Regions from separate parts of the Xenopus laevis genome. Here region 2 is linked to region 1. A link is a contact called in public Hi-C data. All regions are on one chromosome and are shown on one strand. The core of a region is the stretch at or near the end of the contact, and the rest is flanking DNA. Distances in the headings are between cores, read along the strand shown.

Region 1 (5,805 bases), core at 1,333-3,832:
CATGCACACTGGAAGCCTTCCTTCTGGGTGATATTGCAAATGCTGCTGTGAAGCCTAGGATCTAAAGTGACATTGCCAAATGTGGAGGCAACCAAGCCTGCGGGGGAGCTCCAGATTTGACCAGCAGGCGCAGAGGACTCCTTCACTGTCAAGCAAGCTGGTTGATGAGGTTTTTGAGAGGGCAGGACTATTAAAAAAACACAGTGGGTTTAGTTCAACTTTAAATGAACAAAAAATGAACTGCTCAAAAGATAGCAACAGTCTTATGCTATGAAATGTGCCTTCTGGCTCTGCAGCTGTCTGAGAGATGCTGGGACACAGCTCCAAGGGGTGATACAATATGCAGTCTTACCAATAAGACCATTAAAGGCACCATTTAGAACCTTATGATAAGATCTAATCCACATATTAATGAGAACATTTCAGAACAGTCTGTATGTTTTTGCTGACAATGACAGATATAGGTATAGCAAAAGCTCCCTCTAGAGTACATTACATCAGTTGCAGGTTCTCCTTTTTCCTGCATTAGTGAACAAGGATAAAAGAATTCCTAGATTATGCTGCTTAGATTTTTATATTTGGTAATGTTATTGCATTTGAATTGGTCAGTTAAGGCAGCCATACATTATAAAGGGCCATACACATGCCGATAAAAGCTGCCAACAAACTATATTGGAAACCCATCTCTTATTTAGGCAAAACAGGGCTTCACACAAGGCAAACACTTAATGCACACTCCCACAGCTCCTTACTCCCTATCCAACTCAAAGAACGATATCCCTCACTAACCTGGGATGTCTTCTCATATTGACAAGTCAGGCACTATGCGCAAACAGTGACTCGCACTATTCCAGCTCAGGACGTAGACAACCTAATGGATCCCCTATTATCAGACACAACACAACCCTCCACTTCCCTCTTGTATAAAATCTCAAAATCCCCATTGGAGGACAGGGATTTTGACAGGTATAGGTAAATGGCGACAACAAATTCCATATCTCACAAGAGACAGACTATTTACTTTACATGTTAAATTGTTATCATTTCTAAATTCAAGCCACTTCCATGCTATGTTTTTCAACATACTTCTCTCTTGAGATACGAAAAAAAGTGAGTTGATCCGACTCCATTGATTAAACAGTTTTGGAATGTGGTCACCTCCTACTGTTAACTCACATTACACATTCAGACATATCTCACACCTTCGTGGGCAATTTTTGTAGACACAGCAAAAGTTTTGAGACAAGAAATTAGCAAGCATGGTCTCGTCTGTTGGTAGGAAAGCTATATTGCAGTGCTGGATATCAAATCTACCTCCTTCACTTGAAATGATAATTACTAAACCCAATTATGCATAACGTATGGATTGGCTAGAAGCCACTATTAACAGAAGCAAAGAGTTACATCTTTTTTTGCCACCTGAACAAAATACATACAAACACTACCCCCTGTTAAACAACAAGAAATTGCCTATGTGTTCCAATTCACTGCTTATATTGAGGAATAAGTTGGGAACTCCAATACACGAGACACTTATTAACGCCCTGATAGTCTTTCATATGACACAACCCTTGATGGAACTGTGTGGGGCGCTAGGGTGGGAGAGGGGGGGGGGAGTGTTATCTGTTCTGTTCAAGGTTTAGAGTAATGCACAATGTACACTTCTGATCACTGGATGGTCGAAAAATGTGTAGGCCTACTCGAATTTACATTTGTGGCCCCATCTATAATTGTATTGGCATGTTTCACTCTGTTCTTTTTAACATGGATCTGCTTGGTGACATTAAAAAAACCAAAAACCTGACAACAGAAGTCAAGCCGACAGTTCGTATTGTCCTTGTTGTTGTGATCTGACAGTTCGACCCAAGGCCCACAATTGGATCAGCCCAATATTGCCTGCCTCAAGGTGGGCCTTGCCAAATGAGCAGATCTCTTTATGTATGGCTAGCTTAAAGGGGAATTCAACCCTCCACACATTTTTCTTGCAAACCCAAGTTATGAATTGCCAGCTGAAACACTAACTCAGCATGGCACTTACCCTAACCGATTCTGTGTTACAGCGATGTGTTTCTCAAATCTATATTGCATCTTCACGGCCGCCATTTTGGCTTGTGTACTTCCGTCTCCTCAGCAAAACTCACTTACTGGTATGCGCTCTCCAAACAGTTCATATCTCACCCCTCCTGTCTCTGTCCTCCTTCCCAACGTCTCCGTACACAGTTCACATATCTCCTTCCTTCCCCCTCAGCCCTCGCCTCTTGTACAATAAATACCGCTGCCTTCTGCTACTCCACAGAACTTGAGAGTGCATGCTTTGCTGTACCTAAATTTCTGAAAGCAAGGCTGATGAATGAGGGAGGAAGGCAGAGATTTATATTGTACAAGAGATGAGGGCTGAAATCTAACTTATAATTGCTGGGGGGGTTAAGGAGAGATGTTATCTGAGTACAAAGGGGAAAGAAGGAGAGCCGAGAATGGAGACACAAAGGGTGAGATATGAACATGACATGGAGCCAGGATATAGGTGTTTTATAACAGGCTCAACTGTTCATGTCCCTATCAGCACTTCAAGGAAGAGAGAGGAGGTGGAGAACAGCTCTGCAGCAGCACAAATCAAAGCAAAGCAGCTCATTTAGGAGTGGACACAACAAAAGGTATTTTGGGGTCAGACAGGGTTATTTGCCATTGTCTGATTGGCTTTACATGTCAAGGACAAACCCAGTGGGGTATCAGGAGAGTTGAATTCTTATTTAAGATCTGCTTGTTTGGGTCAATGCAATCCTTGATCTATCCGGAAAATAAATCCTGCCCAATCAACTTCAGGTTCATTTTCAGTCAGATATTGCTAGGGTGGGTGTCAGAGTTCACTGTATACAGGGAGATAAAATGATGAACTAGAGGGTCTGAATTGGCGGATTAAATCGATCCTTGTATGGCTATGCTGTGAAACAGATGGTGGTTTTTATGTAAATGCCCATTCCCCAAGGCATTGTTTTCAAAATCTAAACCATAGGAATGACAAATGCTTGTGTACAGTGCTGGCCTATTGTGGTCTACCCTGGCCACCAGCTCAAAATCTACAGCTAGGTCATCATCTATTCTTTAGGAACCATTGGGATAAAAATCCTGGCATATTTATCAAAGTTAAAGTTCCAAAAAAAAAAAAAAAATGTGTAAAATGTCTTATAAACACACAGGGGTTATTTACTAAAATCATGAAACAACAGAATCATAGGATTATCACTTGAAAACCACAAAATTATTTGGATTATTTTACAAAACCCAGTGCAGATCTGCCACCGACATCTACATGAACTTGACAGGTGTGAAATGGAGTACTTTTTTTATTCGGACTTTTAGCAGCATCGTGGTTTAATAAATCTCAAAAAATTCTATTTTTTTTTCCTCAGAAAAAATTGTGTTTTCCCCTTTAAAACGTCTAAAAGAAGAAATCAGACTTTAATAAATAACACCCTGAATTAGGACAAATGCCCTAAATATAAAAGTGTGTATGTCACAGATAGTCCTAAAAATACACAAAAATAATACACTTCAATGGACTTGACAAGTCTGGTAACCTTGTGTAGAAAACACCAGTTAGTGAAACTGAATATGAATTGAGGGCAACGGTACATGGGGAGTTGTCACTCACAGGAAATGTTTGCTTCCCATGGATGACAAAACTACCGAAAATACCTCTGCATTGTCAAGGTGAATATCCAGCAATAAATCAAATGAATTGTGTAATCAGCGAAATATATAAGGAAAGCAAATTTTCAGCAATTACACAATTCATATGTTTTAGCACTGGAAGTTCCCACTGACACCAATGCAAATGTACATTTTGGAGATTGTTCACCTGCTGGTAGTACAGATTTCCCATGGACAGCAAATCTCCCCAAGTGCCATCATCCTAACCTTTATTAAGCAATCTTAATAGCTATGCCTGTTTCTACACCAAATTGTGCAGCCTTTAACACTATCTAAAGCTGGCCTAGATGTGCAGATTTTTGTGACAAATGCTTGATCGTTTCAGTTTAACATCTACCACTAACCATTTTGCTTAAGGGTAGGGACACACTGGGCGATTTGGGGAGTTTTAGTCGCCTGGCGACTAATCGCCGCGACTTTTCTCCCCGAATGCCTCCCCTCGCTCTGCGCCTGCCTAAAATGAAAAATCGCCTGCGCTAATCACACGCGGCGATTCGTTTTCCGAAGTCGCCCAAAGTTTCCTCGTGAGGCAACTTCGGGCGATTTCGGAAAACGAATCGCCGCGTGTGATTAGCGCAGGCGATTTTTCATTTTAGCCAGGCGCAGAGCGAGGGGAGGCATTCGGGGAGAAAAGTCGCGGCGATTAGTCGCCAGGCGACTAAAACTCCCCAAATCGCCCAGTGTGTCCCTACCCTAAAATAGGTAAGAAAAATAATAAATTAAACAATGTTCTTACCATTAATTGACAGACAGCAATCATACGAAAGTTATGTCTGACAAATAGTAGTGACAGTCTCTCATTGATACTATCAGATAGACAATACATGCAGAGATTATTGGTAGCCAATATATAAATCTTTTAAAATGTCCAATTGACTGAACAAGCAATTGCCATGGAACGAAAAATGTTGGAAAAATCTAATTTTTCGTCTAAGCGAAATGCCCCAATTTCGCCCATCACTAGTTGCATCTATGGCCAGCTTTATACAGACAGCTGCATTGCTTAATGAATAGGCAATGTTTTACATGGAGCAGCAGAAAAAAAAACTGTATTTCAGCATTCCTGTATTTAACACACTTCTCATAAATATTCCCCTTACAGCTAGAGAATATAAATATTAATAAATAACAGCAGCCTAGTATATTTAGAAGGGACTGCAAATACAGAAATAGCAGATACAGTATAAGGTTCATGAGGATAAACTAACTTTATATAAGGATTCAGTTAAACTGAGCAAGAACTCTGTGAGCCCCAAATTAGAAACGTTATAAGTGCTCTTCTGGTATTGAACACAAGAGGTCTCCCATTCATCAAACAGATGGGCAATTTGTTAATGGCTCTGCCCATTTATTTATGCTTTAATGATTAGTTTTAAAAGACCAGTCATCTTTTTTGTTCTGTTCATGGAAAACGAAAGTTAGCAGAGTTTTGACTGTATATATGTTAAAAAAACAAACAGCAGCTTAGAGGGGAGAGCACAGGGAAGGACTTAAGAGTAGTAAGGAGGTATGTGTTTGTATTTGGTAAGGGCCAGAAGGTAATATGAAAATATGAAAGGCTAAAATGAGTAGTGATACATTTTAAACTTAATAATAAGACATCCATGGATTCCAATTGAGAGAAAAGTTACTGTAACTGCTGCCATTGCTGATATATTCATGACAGATATCCATTCCTCTTGATCTCAGGTAAGTTATTCTAACAGTCCCTAAAGGGCATGAGAAGGATTACAACCTGCATACATGCTCATTATTATTAATAATAATAATAATAATAATATATTATAAGGAAAGCAGCACAGACAAGGATATATTGTTCTGTCCACTCACTAACTTCAACTTACTGTCCAAGGGTCTCTGTAAAATGTCCTACAAGCAGCAAAACACATTCTGTCATTAACCCCACAAAGGAATAAGTGTACACAGGCATCCACAGAGAGCAAACAATGTCAGTCATTGAAGAATGGGGGTAGACAAAACGTTCAAGACGTGTAGAGCATTTAGCAAGGGATTTTCCCAGATGCAATGATCACTACCCTGCGTGTTTCACGACACAAGGTACTCCAGCAGCAGTAACAGGCGACAGAGTACAGT
Region 2 (6,338 bases), core at 1,605-4,104, 84 kb before region 1:
TTCCCCAGGCCCCCGGACTTGTCAGAGGCATTATTTTGCAGGTGAAGAATTTAAAGGACGAATTTCCACAAGTTATGCTCTACACAATACAAAATTCTAGTAAGGAAAGAATGATTAAACCAAGGAGAATAGTCACATAAAAGCAATAGAATCTTTTGCTCCAGCCCAATAATTGCCATCAAAGCTTGAGTAACTTGCACACAGCAAAACTAAAGAATAATTTGCTTGTTACCCCTTTAGAACATTTACTCACGGTTATAATGTTTAACTATGTCTTTAATTATCCAATAAGAGGAATGTAATTGACAGGTATAATTTCATATCAAAGGCAGAATTAATTTTTTTTTAAAAAATTACTAACCAGACAGCACAACCAAAACTTTTAAAACAATTAAATGATATTGTGTTTGTTAAATAGGAATTATTTTTCCCACGGATTAGCAGATATAAATATAGTTAGTTACAAGAAAATAAGCTTATTGTCTTGCAGCTGCATGCATACACAGGCATACAGGGCGGGTAGGATTGACTTAACAATATACTCCTTCTGGTGAATGTCTGTGCTGTCCTACAGGGCAGATATAACTCTTTATAGTTATATGCAAGTTCAGACACGCACTAGAACCTTTTTGGGCTGGTAACTGCATTTACTCGTGCAGTTATTTGTTTCCCATTAAAATGACTGGAAGATAGCAGTGGCCCTAAAAAGCAAATTGTGGAAATATATATATATATATATATATATATATATATATATATATATATATATATATATATACATATATATATATTATAATAGATATATACACAGTATATATGTCTGTTTATATTGTTTGTTTTAAATCAATGGCTCATTTAAGCCATTCAGCTACTTAGAGCTTATACTTACAATATGACTCACATATTCAAATTATAATTATAGTTAAATAATTTAATAATTTGAAAATTTTTTGCAGAGAAAGAAGGTGTTTTGTAGCATTAAATAGGTTTAATTAGACTGTTCTTTTACAATTTGTTAGAAGGTTATAATGACATTCTGTTAGAAATCTCTCTTGATTATGTTCGCACAAGTATTGTATTTATTTTAATGTACCGTAAGTCTGGGAAGTTGGTTAATGAGAGAGTAGTTAAAGTAGAAACAGAGTAGAAAAAAAATATAAATGGTACTTTGTTGCTAAGCACTGTTTCTCCTCATTTTAGGATGTTAATGCTTCTTTGTCTAAAAACTCATATTATCCTATTGTCCAATCCTATCTATTTAGAAAAAAACAACATTTATATGTTACAGTCTTCCCAGTAAAACCAATCAGAACTTTAAATGGAACATCACTTAAAATAAAGTATTTTAACACTTCATTTACTAAAGAGGCAAAACTGTACAATTCACCATATTTTAACCCATCGGGCAACAGTCTTTCCAAGCATTTTAGTGCAATTGCACCCAGTGCCATCAGGTATAAAATGTTGTGCCCTGCACAACATAAAAAACCAAAGCTAGTAAACTGTAGGCTAAATGCTGCAACTTGCACCTATAAGTAAAGTGAGGCTTGCAAGTGACACAAGGACATGGATAAACTTCAGTTGTGTGAATTTTCAACTTGCAAAAAAATTGCAGTTCCACTCAGAATTGGAGTGCTCTACCTCCTCCGTTTCCCGTTTGGTTCCAGGTGCTGTTGCAGTATATCGACCAGGCCTGCATAGGTCAGAAATTCAGATCAAAGTATTCTATTCACTGCAGCACACTGGGAGTTGAATATTTGTGCAACAAAGTGTTTTATTAGCTCATAGTAGACATACAAAGCAGGCAATGTTTCGGACCCCACTGGGTCCTTTATCAAGCCTATACACACCACACTCTGTGAATGTTAAGAGGAGGGAATATACTCATGTTATTACATAAAAAGGAGATGCAGTGGATTCACAGATTAGACTCAGTCTGGCCACGGGGATTTAAAGTTTATACTCCGGCCATGTTTATCTACGATTGATTGGGTATGTAGACATTTTATGTTATGAGATACAACATTTTTGTAACACTATATCTGAAACACAAATATTATGGTTACAAATGTCAATTGTTAAATGTTAATTGTTTTTTCTTTTCTTTTTCTAAGGATATTGAACCATAGGAATCTCTGAGTGCGGGCACCAGTTTCTGCAATTCTGAAGAATCACACAATAAGGTACCTTTAGCGTCTCAGATGTCACTGAAGTGTAATATAGTTCAATATGGTTCCATTTCATTCTATTTACTTATTTAACACTTACAAATGATTATGCACTAATCGATTTTTTAATTGACTATAAAGGACTTTTTAACGTGATTGGATGTACTTACCTGAGACCCCTGGACTGATGTACATAAAACCAGGATGATGGACACTTTCTTCTAATCAGCACATTGGATGTTATATGGTTTATTTCCCTCCAACTTCCCCTCCCCATTTATCTCCCCTTCCAAAATTGGGAACACTACTTAAACATTCACAGAGTGTGGTGTGTATAGGCTTGATAAAGGACCCAGTGGGGTCCGAAAAGTTGCCTGCTTTGTATGTCTACTATGAGCTAATAAACACTTTGTTGCACAAATATTCAACTCCCAGTGTGCTGCAGTGAATAGGATACTTTCATGGTCACTAATTGGTCACTTACAGATGCAACACATATAGCAAACCCTGAGTTACATGAGGAAAATATCCACATATTTAAATGTCTCCAAAGCATTCCAGATAATAGATCCTATATACCTAAAACATAATATCATGATCACATCATTCTTTCTTTCCTCTTAGCTCTCATGTGTGATGAGCATGAAAAAAAAAGGTTATATTCATGCCGAGCCCCAAAAAAAATAAAAAATAAAACACTACAGTAGCTGGGATGTGCTTTGCTGCCTGGCAACTGTACACCGAGGATTTTTCTTCCACGTGCTACCATTTGCACTATAAAGCACAGAATAGAGAGTTATCTGTCACTTCTGTGCTGTCTATGGAAGCAGAGCATAACCTCGCTCAGTCCTGGAAATGCACAAACAAAAAATGTCAAGAGGAAAGCTCCTGCAAGGCAATGAAACAAAGCATGTGAATTAAACATGAAAGGGCTTTTACCATCTCATCTGCAAATCTTTTTACTGTAAAGAATAAGGATTTTTGCACTGATGCAGCATTACAATATGGGTGTTTCTCTGTAAAATAAATATTGCTAAAAAGAAGGGCATTTTTCCTATTTGATCTTTACGCTGCAGCTGGGCTTCTACTCTTTAATCCCTTTAAACTTCTGCCTCCTACCTGTTGATGGCTCTCGAAGAAGAAATACTTGATGAGATGCTGAATCTGTCCTGGGGGACAATAAACAGCAGCATGTTGGGGGATGTAAACAGGACCAATGAATCCCTGTTGAACTGGACTGAGACTGGACCCCCACCATTATTAACTGATGCCTGGCTTGTGCCTCTTTTCTTCGCCCTGATCATGTTGGTTGGGCTGATTGGAAACTCTCTTGTTATTTATGTCATCTCCAAACACAGACAGATGAGGACTGCCACCAACTTTTATATAGGTAAGTAAAAGCAACTGGATATTGAGAATACCCAGCTGCAAGTGGAACACTGGTGTTAAGACTATAGGAGCTTAAAGCTGTGTATATATATATATTTAATATCTTATTACACACAAATTAATAATTTTAATTATCATGAAGTAATACATGGATATCAACATAATCTCTTTACACAACTGATGTAAAGTCATTGTATATAAAGTTGTATATTATTTACAGGGGTTATTAGGGCTCATTTGCAAACACAAATGCAAGGGATAGGTGCAAAACCATGCATTTATACAATATTATTATTATTATTAACATGTATTTATATAGCGCCAACATATTGCGTAGCACTGTATTAACAACTGTATTTGCCTTTATACACAATAGCTGAATCTTGTGCTGAAAGCCTGCCTGCTTTGCTGTTTCTGAATAAGATGTAAGGTACATGGTACAGTTTTCAATTTTTTTTTTTCCAGATACCTGTTGTTATGCTGGAATTTTGAAAACTGAAAGCATTGAAATCATTTTAGTTACAAAAATGGCAATTTGCACTTGTGCCTGTAAATGTGCCTAATTTTCTTTTCTATTAGAGAATAATTTTTGTAGCAAAAAAATGTATTTGTTCTCACAGGACATGAAATGATTGATAATGTGCGTCAGAGCATTTTTGGATTGATACATGCCTGTACCTTCTGTGTCAAGCAGTTTCCATTAAAGTTAAGATGGCAGGGCAGTTTTGGGAAACATGCTGATGGCTTTTGACATAAGCCTTAAGATTTAAACTAACATTGTGATGTTTTCTGCAGCTATAATAATTGCTATAAGAATTGCTAACATAAAACTTATAGGAATAGGTGAGGCAAACATTACTATAGAACTCATAGCCAGATCCGATAACTGCAAATCTATATCAGCCTCTTCATTTGACAAGCACAGCACATAAAACTGCAGTTTTCCAATAACATTCATGATAAATGCAGGTATTTTCTTCCTGAGAGATTTTCTTCTCAAGTAAGTACAATTTGCTGTAATATATGTGTCTGTACATTGGGCTTCTAATAATGTAATAATGTCAGCTTGCAAGATAGCAGGTTACTGTACACTTTTTCACTCAGCTATTATATTATCACCATGTTTGAGTATATGGGCTTTCAAGCCAAATTGGCTGCTACATACAGTACATAGAAATCAGTGGGGAGAAGTTGGTCAGTATTAGGACCTGTGTGTGTGTGTAATTACAGCAGACTTAGTTAATTGGGGCTAGTGGTACCATTAAGAGCATGACTGTTTCTGCCCCAAATAGTTTTAGGGGCCTTTGGTCCGGAAGGCGTTCACTGGAATCTATCAAAGGCATGTCCCCAAAGCACATTTTCAACTGTCTGTTAATATGTTCTTGGGGTGAAACTGATGTACCTTACTAACTCCACGTGACATGTAAGCTGTTAGGAAATGAAACCTTGTTGTAGTTGTCTCTAGCACTGTGGAGCAGAAATGTTACCCACTGTGCCACCATGCTGCCACCCCATCTGCTTTCTTTGTTCAAGCTGGGTTGGGAGTGGTGCAAGCTAAATGAAAACAGTACTGCCTCTTATTGAACGATCGTTTCCTTCTGACTGATATAACTTATAGTTTTAGTAGGGATGCGTGCGCAGAGGAAGCCTGGGCATGTTTATTTACAGAATATATGTTGACCCAGATCTTTAAAACATTATATTTTTTACAGTTCAAAATCATTCTTTTCTTCCTGTCCTGAACACAGAACAAATAAATACTCAGGTCAACTCTTGTGCCTTTACGCATTTCTCACACGTGGATACAAAACAATATTGAAATAATAAGAGACCAGAAACCAGAGAGAGAGAATAATTGTTGGCTTAATGTTTGCATGAACTAACTTGCAAGCTTTATATTTTAGGTGAGTTTCCTACAATTGCCATTAGATGGAGGCATATTCTAAACAACGAGGGCTGTGCAAGGTTCAGTATCTAGATTATTGTTTCTCACCTTCCTTACCCTTGCTGGTGGTACTAAAATATATGGCATCAGTTGTTCTAAGTTTTATTTCCTATGATATTAAGAGAAATATTGATGGCAATATTATTTTTTCTCTTTTTGTAAACTTAAAGGGTTGTTTATTTCAAGTTTGTACTTATGCAGTAACTCATGGCAACGAAACAGATATTTGCTTTCATTAGTATGTGCAGCTGGCTCAAAAAGCTAATCAATAAATTGTTGCAGTGGGTGACTGCCCTGGGTTTATAAATGTGCCTCAATTGTCTATCTGGCAGGAAAACCACAAGGTTTATATCACCCTCACTGTGCATTTACTGTATTCATAATTCCAAATGGGTACAGAACAGCAATACTAGGATTGGCCAAATGAACAGGCTGAGAATTTTTTTTGTTGCTAAACAGAGATACCTATTGAATTATGGACTCTGTATTAGGACAGAAGAGGCTCGCTGCAACTGGTATTGGAACATGGAAAAATTGCGAAAGGATAGTAAGACAGATACTATGGAGAGAGCAATTTCCAATAATAATTGATAATAATAGTAAACACATAATACAGGTTACAATGGCACAGGCAAATTAAATGTGTCCACTCCAGCAGCTATTGTCTGAAGAGTGTTCCTTTTATTTGGCTTACCCTCCCCAGGATTCTGTTGTAGGGGAGCTGCTTTTGCATTGACAGCAGTGTGACAGCGGCCGCAAAGTATAACATGCTAACGTTTTCATTTTCTGCTTTTTATGTAATGGAACTTTGTGGTGTGACCACAAATTGAGTGGTT

Evidence for each region. Hi-C and Micro-C count contacts between places; a contact is called where the count stands out from the background.
Region 2: a Hi-C map of animal cap shows a contact between it and region 1, with 4 times the contacts expected there. The contact joins the promoter of LOC108715096 here to the enhancer-like site in region 1. A contact is called at or near these places in 2 of 4 Hi-C or Micro-C datasets (the XL177 cell line and animal cap).

Annotation. Positions count from the first base shown.
Region 1 is chr4S:70,340,883-70,346,687 of Xenopus_laevis_v10.1, reverse strand. It overlaps ipo13.S (importin-13), which reads right to left. Exons shown (of 20, transcript XM_018260820.2): 20 at 4,744-5,805. Among protein-coding and RNA genes, the nearest start is that of LOC121393304, 35 kb to the left of the region's middle. Within about 2 kb of position 2,582, at least 1 of the 7 cell types and tissues checked has an H3K27ac peak or open chromatin away from gene starts, as enhancers often do. A contact at or near this core is called in animal cap, where this site is marked.
Region 2 is chr4S:70,424,493-70,430,830 of Xenopus_laevis_v10.1, reverse strand. LOC108715096 (G-protein coupled receptor 54) reads left to right here and starts at 2,854. Exons shown (of 5, transcript XM_018259929.2): 1 at 2,854-3,558. The coding sequence starts at 3,294.